Regions from separate parts of the Cricetulus griseus genome. Here region 2 is linked to region 1. Evidence: chromatin contacts called from public Hi-C data. All regions are on one chromosome and are shown on one strand. Each heading gives the region's core, a stretch centred on a gene start, on an enhancer-like site or on the middle of the called end of the contact. The rest is flanking DNA. Distances are from core to core; before and after follow the strand shown. Region 1 has its middle 53 kb from the start of Phldb2. Region 2 holds the start of Phldb2 (pleckstrin homology-like domain family B member 2).

Region 1 (3,407 bases), core at 13-2,512:
TTAAGTATTAACCCATAACTACAAATATATGTATTTCTACATGGTCTTATCTTACCAAGAACGACAGACTCATGCATCCTCTCCTCTTGGGATCATATGGTGACCTCTTTCTACTACACTTGCCAGAATCGTCCTTGTCTCCTAATCCTGCCTATCTTGCTTCTCTATTGACCAACAGTGTTATATATATATATATATATATATATATATATATATTATATATATATATATATGCCTATTCCCCAAATCCAGTTCAGAATGTTCCAGGAAATTCTTTCCTTCATGCCTTGTAGCAGCTAATTCCTCTCCCACTCCCAACCCCGAACAACTGCCAACACATTCCCTATAATTTTGTCTTTTCTAGAGATGCCATAAAAATATGACAAATAACTTTTTGTTTCTCCTTTGATCTTTTCTCTCCTTTTTGAGTTCTTAAGATGAAGAAAACCTAAGTTAGAATGGTGAGGGACTTGGTAAGTCCAGTGAAAAGAGTACATTGGAGGTCCTCACTAAGGTACTAGTCCATAATATCCCCACACTCTGAGGACACTGAGAACCAATGCAGAGATACCACGCTGCATCTGATACCACACCAGCATCAGAGGTGCTGCAATCACTAGCTGTATAGTCTAGGCAGCCAACTAAAAGTTTTTGGAGTTCAGTTCTCTTCAGATACTATGAGGATAACAATGCCCAATGCATAGCTCTGATGTGAAGAATAAATTAATATATGAGTACATGACACAGGGTTAGACACACTTTAGAAATGGTTATTCCCCATCATCAGTGAATGAGTTTCTGTTGGCTAGGCAGTCATTTAGCACACGTTTTGTTGAGATAAATAACATAAGGAGAGGATGTAGTAACTGGAGAATAGACTTCAAACATTGACTCCATTAAATTTTAAAAGAAGAATGTGTCTCAGAGATACACTGTAGGGGGTGATTTACCGAATGCAGTTAGCTGAACACTGCTCTATTTCCTTGCTAGAGTAACTACACTTTTTTTCTTTTCTTTCTTTTATCTTTTTCTGGGTTTGGATTTGGGGGTTTGTTTGTTTACTTGTTTGCTTTGGTTTTGGTTTTGTCAGTTTGTTTGGTTGGGGGTTTTGTTTTGTCCTGTTTAGTTATTGCCTAATTTTATGTCTCACTCATGGTTCTCAGCTATGACATGACTGAACATTCAGTCAGCTAGGGAGTGTTTAAAAATGACCCATGCCTGGGCCTGAGTCCAGAAATTCCAGTTCACTCATTAGAGAAGGTTACTGGGTAAGGAGGATTTCAAAGCTTCTCTTAGTTTTAGTAATGTATGTATGACCACTGCACAGAGCCCAGGACTGAATTAAAACATGGTTTGTCTGGGAGGTTCTAGGCAATGGTCTCTCAGTCATAGACTAGATTGTCCTCATGGTACAGGACTTGTGACATCTTAGGAAGACACAAACTGCAGAACCCAGACATGTCATGACATGCTCGTTTTTTTCTAACAGTTAGATGATGGTGTGATCATGCAGGAAGACTCCTTGTGAGTGACAGAGATGGTTTCCATTTGGAAGGAGGCGGTCCTCCACCTTCAGGTCTTCTGATGCCTCATCAGCCAACAGTCAGAGTGAGGTGTTTAAATACATGGTCTGCAGTGGTGGGTGTGTTTCTCTTGAGTATGAACTGCAAGATGACACAGTCTGTTCCTCTAACTTAACTCTCTGCTTACCTATGAAACCTAGACAAGCCTCAAGTCTCCTGTCCCCCTTGGTCATCAGTTTATAAAACAAATAGTTTATCTTATGAATCTAAGGAATTTTCCAGTTACTACAATGTTGCAATTTTGTGACTAATAAAATAATAAATTACTCAGGGTTCTGTTGTTAACTTTATTGCTGGTGCTTAAAAAAGGAAAAGCATATCTCATAAAATGATCATTTCATTCTTTATTGAAATCATTGGTACATAGATGTAAATAACATATTTTGTTTGAGTTGTATCTTTAAGCTATACTTCTTAGGAAATAGAAGGCCTCACTCTATACTTTGTAGAATGACCTAATAGCTATCTAATCAAGGAATTGCTATATTGATAAATCATTAGTCAGTACAGATAAGGTGCTAGTTAACACAGTGCTAGTTAATTTATTAACTGGCCAACTATTTTATTATAAAATGGTACATGACATGAGCTGTTACCCGATGAAATGATCAGGAGACTTGAGTGATATGTACATCCCTGGGAAAATCTCTCATCGGTCCACATAACTACAAGTGCCAGAAGAAAGTTCTACTATGGAATTGAAGGAAAGTTTGTTTAAAGAAAGGAAAACAACTTTAAATAGTAAAATAAATATTTTCCTCTGCCTGGGGGTGACCTGTGCTCAACCTCTTCCCTGTGAAAATGTTGTCTCCGAGCCTGTGGTTTTGCGGCATGTCAATAATTCTAAAGAGGCTGCCTGAATTCAGCCACTGGCCTCTTCCGAGCCACACAGGCCATCCTTGCCCACTTTTACCATAGACATCCACACTCCATAGGCTCCTCTTTTTATTTTTTTAAGATGAGTGCTCTTCCTTTAATGCCAACTTATAACTATATATGTCAGGTTTTTATCCCTGAAATACCTGAAGGAGATCTCCCTTCCCTATTTCTAAGGCATGCTTTGTCAGATCGACAGCTCTGCTGTCTATTGGTGATAGAGTTGGATGAAATTCAGGTCAATGAGATAACACGGACAAAGGAAGAGTCACTGTGAACTGAATTTTTTGGCCGAGTCAACTACAAAGGCTTGAGGACCACAGTGATGATGTAATCAAAGAAAGTGTCCAAAAGCAGGGGTCTAAACATTGCCTCAGGTAGATGATAAAGGTTCCTTGTTAGACAAGGGAAGACAGTGTGGTTATAGTTAACAGTTTAGTCCTGAGCACTTGAAATTCTGTTATGTTTTTAAAAAAGTCTAAGGCAGGGCTGGGAATAAATCCCTGAAGTATATAGTACTTACCTAGCATGTGTGAGGCACAGGTTCAGCCAACATGAAAAGTAGATAGATCAATAGATTGACAGAAAGAATAGAATGAGATGGGATTTGATGTGTCTGATGATTTGCTGAAAACCCCAAGAAAGCCTCCCTGGTGCATCACTATCACTCTGGCACTTCAAACAAAGACTATTCACACTGACCAAACACTGAGTGAGTGAGATGGGAAATTTGTGTTCCAGGATGGGGCTTATTACGGCCATACTGTGCATTTTTATGTGTGCTACAGAAGCCGGATCTGCTATTCACGGCTCCCTTAGTCAGCCTAGTCTGTCATGGTGAAATACTGCAGACTGAATCACTGGAGCAACAGAAATCTTTTTCACACAGTTCTAGAAAATGGAAAGTCCAAGGTCAGTGTTCCAACATGGCCAGTTCCTGTCCCCATC
Region 2 (3,341 bases), core at 613-3,112, 54 kb after region 1:
GGACATCTAGGTTGTTTCCAGTTTCTGGCTATTATGAATAATGCTGCAATGAACATAGCTGAGCAAGTATCTCTGTGGTAGGATGGAGTGTCCTTTAGTTATGTGCCCAAGAGTGGCATCGCTGGATTTTATGGTAAATGGATTCACAGTTTTCTGAGGAACTGCCATTTTGGTTTCAATAGTCAGCCTTTGGTGTTTTGAGTCAGGTCTTCACTATGTATCTCAGGCTGGTCCCAACTTGTTATGAGGCCCAAGCTTGCCTGGAATTCTTGATCCTCTTGCATCAGCTTCTCAAGCGCTGGGATTATTGTCATGTTCCACCATACCTGTGAAGGAGCAATCTTTCATTTGAGTGGTTCAAGCTCAAGGGGACACAATAAAGGCAACTTCTGACTGGAGTGTGATAAGGCAGAAAGTGGAGACAGCGTTTCTCATTTCTTGAAGGTGTTTTGTTATACTTAAGCAGTAATATAATTGGAAGGTAAGCAGAATCAAGAATGTCTTTATTTTTATTGAGATTTGGTAAGGGATTTGAAGTTGATGGAGATGAGGGGAAGGACAGTGTGTAACTCGTGAATTTATTATTGTGGTGCAAATCCTACCGGGGTAGTGGGCGGAGAACACTCAAAAATGCAAACCATTTTTTATAGGAATGGCTACAGCAGAAATTACAAGTCAAACTTTAGGGGCTGGCAAGGTTGTTAATCTGCTAAGAGCTGTACCACTCTTGTAGAGGATCAAGTTTGGCTGTGAAAACCCACGTTGTTTCTGCCCCGCCCCCCTCCATTCACGTGCACATACAGGCACAAAAACACACATACATATACATAGTAAAATATATTTAATTTTAAAAGTCAGACTTTTACTTACACAAATGCAACATTTTAAATAAGCATTTTGTTACATGAGTTTACTCACAGCTCCAGGCATTTTGCATAGATGAAGCAGAGGCTGCCTTGCTGTGCACCAGCACCACCGGTACCTCTGTTGTACCAACCTTAGAGACATCCTTGCTGGTAGCAACTGTCCCAGGCTACGTTGCTATTAATTAAAGAGCTTGCTGGTCCTTGCGCTTTCCTTATGCTGTGCGTTCCTCCAGGGTTGTTGTCTTTCATCACTGTAACCCCACTGGGCCAGAACTTTGCAGGCAATCCCATCTGGGCGTGTCAAGATGGACTGTGGGTCGTCCTCCCCAGTCCATTTCCTAGCCTCCCAAGGAAGCAATAGTGAAAAAAGTCCACATTAGTATAGTTTTCACTGGTTATGTTAAATTTATGGAAAACATCGAACCGTTTATGAGACACCATTCCAAGGAAATCGGTGTCACAGAGTTTTAAAGTCTTCTCATTCCTGCCCTTACCCCAGGCGTCGCCCTGCTGTTTGGCACAACTGCTTTCCTGACGCATCAGGTAAACCTGCCCCGGGGAGAACAGTGTGTGGCAGAGGTGCGGTCCCCTGGAGTTTCCCAGAGCAGAAACTTCATCATGGGGAAGAAACCTCCACCCGAGGACGTGTGTTCTCCTGTCCCATTTCCACCTTCTTTTAAAAAAAGAAAAGAAAAGAAAAATCCAGTCACAAAGGTTTCTACTACATTGCTGCGAACACAGCTTTGAGAAGGTGGGGCAGGGTGATGAGTAGCCAGGCACTTCAGCAGCACTAAAAGCAGGAGCAACTTAGCTGCCTAGGAGCCGGAAGGCGCCCTGACTTCACAGCTGGAACTCCAAGGACCCGCTGCTGTGATTCGGGAGGGGGTCGGGACCAGGGACCGAGCTTGGTGGAGTCCACCATCGTGGTCCGAGGGGCGCCGCTGAGTGTGGCACGGAGCAAAGCGGTGTGTCTGCCTTAGGTGGCCACGGGCACCCAGCCGCCTCGTCACCCTAGGTGAGTAGAGGGCTACCGTGGTCCTGGAGGAGCGGACTGAGCTGCTTTTGCGAACCCTGGCGGCTGCCTGGGGACACAGCGTCCCCCGCACTCGAGTTGGTAGCCGCCGGTCGCGCTGGGGAGGTCGGGGGCGGAGAGGAGGCGGTGGCCGCCCCCACCGGGAGGGGCGCCCAGAGTGCGCGGTGCGCGGCCTCAGGGACTGGCTGGCTGCAAGGCTGTGGCGGCTGCGGCGGCTGCGGTGGCTGCGGGAACCCGGACTAGGACCGCAGGGAAGGAGGGCGGGAGCGAGGGCCAGGCCCAAGGGCAGCGGGACCTGTGAAGAAAGCTGCGACTACAGAGAAAGATGAGCTGGTGAGTGGGCGCCTTGGGCGCAGGTTTTCTTTGCGTCCCTTGCAGGCTGTAGGGACAAAAGCCTGGGCAGGGGTCTGGAGAGCCCGAACCGTACCACCCTAGGATACTCTGCCCTCCTTATGCATGACGATGTCGGGTAGAGGGCTCGTGGGGAAGGGGTGCTCAGTACGGTGACGCCTCTAGAGTGGTTGAGGCGAAAAGGCAGGATTTAATTAAGGGTCTCTAAGGCAACTTTCGCGGAAACTTGCTTAAGCAGAGATCTAGACCCCAGGAAAAGAGAAGGTCCACAGCTGGATCCTGAGGAATATGGGGTTCCGAGAGGATCTTTTTGAATTAGGCTTCTAGATGTACTTTGTTTCCAGAGTGAGGCTGCAGGGTGAGCCTCCGGACCCAGATTCTCACCAGGAGTCCTTGATTGCGATTCAGCTATAGTTTCCCTAAACGTAGATGGTATAGTGTTCCCTTCGCCCTTAGTGATGGCAGCTCCAAATCATGGGATCCTTTCGACCCTGTTTCACAAGCTCCCTACACTGCGAGGAGCAGTTGAACTGTTCTTGGTGCGCTCAGTAACTTTGCCCCAGCTATCAGCACTTGAAGCCCCAAGGACCTGGCTAACTCCCGCCACCACCAGGAAATTAAAAGGCTGACGGGCTGTCCCTTCCCGGATTGGGATTTCCTGTTTGGAAAAGCTTTACAATTCCAACCTCCTTCCAGCGGTTCCTCTTTTACCTTTCTCACTTAAAAGAGGGAAGACTCCTGCAGCCTTTTATGTGGACCGGCTAGGGCTGGAAATCCTTTAGCTCGGCCCAGCCCTCTTCCCTGGAAGTCTTCCTTTTGTGGTTCTGAAATAACTCGAGCTTTGGGATGCACAACTAGTCACAGCCCGGCGCAGCTGTGAGGGGTCTAGAAGAGACATAAAATGTGGAGTCCGTTAGTATAAATATCTGCCAGCCGCATTTCCTTCCAGAATATGAATGTGTAAGTTACAGATGTAAATTTTCAACTATGATGCTTGTAACTAGGCTCCCAACGTGGGCTTAATTTGGACGTTTGAGATTTTTTTCTTTGGGCTTCAAACGTTTGAATTTAGCTGGGAGCCTCCAAATATG

The links. Hi-C and Micro-C count contacts between places; a contact is called where the count stands out from the background.
Region 2: a Hi-C map of fibroblasts shows a contact between it and region 1, with 1.9 times the contacts expected there. The contact joins the promoter of Phldb2 here to the enhancer-like site in region 1. A contact is called at or near these places in 2 of 8 Hi-C or Micro-C datasets (the CHO-K1 cell line and fibroblasts).

Annotation. Positions count from the first base shown.
Region 1 is chr4:44,703,724-44,707,130 of CriGri-PICRH-1.0, forward strand. No RefSeq gene overlaps it. Among named protein-coding and RNA genes, the nearest start is that of Phldb2, 53 kb to the right of the region's middle. Within about 2 kb of position 1,263, at least 3 of the 6 cell types and tissues checked have open chromatin away from gene starts, as enhancers often do. A contact at or near this core is called in the CHO-K1 cell line and fibroblasts, where this site is marked.
Region 2 is chr4:44,756,856-44,760,196 of CriGri-PICRH-1.0, forward strand. Phldb2 (pleckstrin homology-like domain family B member 2) reads left to right here and starts at 1,863. Exons shown (of 20, transcript XM_035444527.1): 1 at 1,863-1,881. It overlaps LOC103160595 (a long non-coding RNA gene), which reads right to left and starts at 1,917. Exons shown (of 3, transcript XR_003484828.2): 1 at 1,361-1,917; 2 at 998-1,204; 3 at 1-326.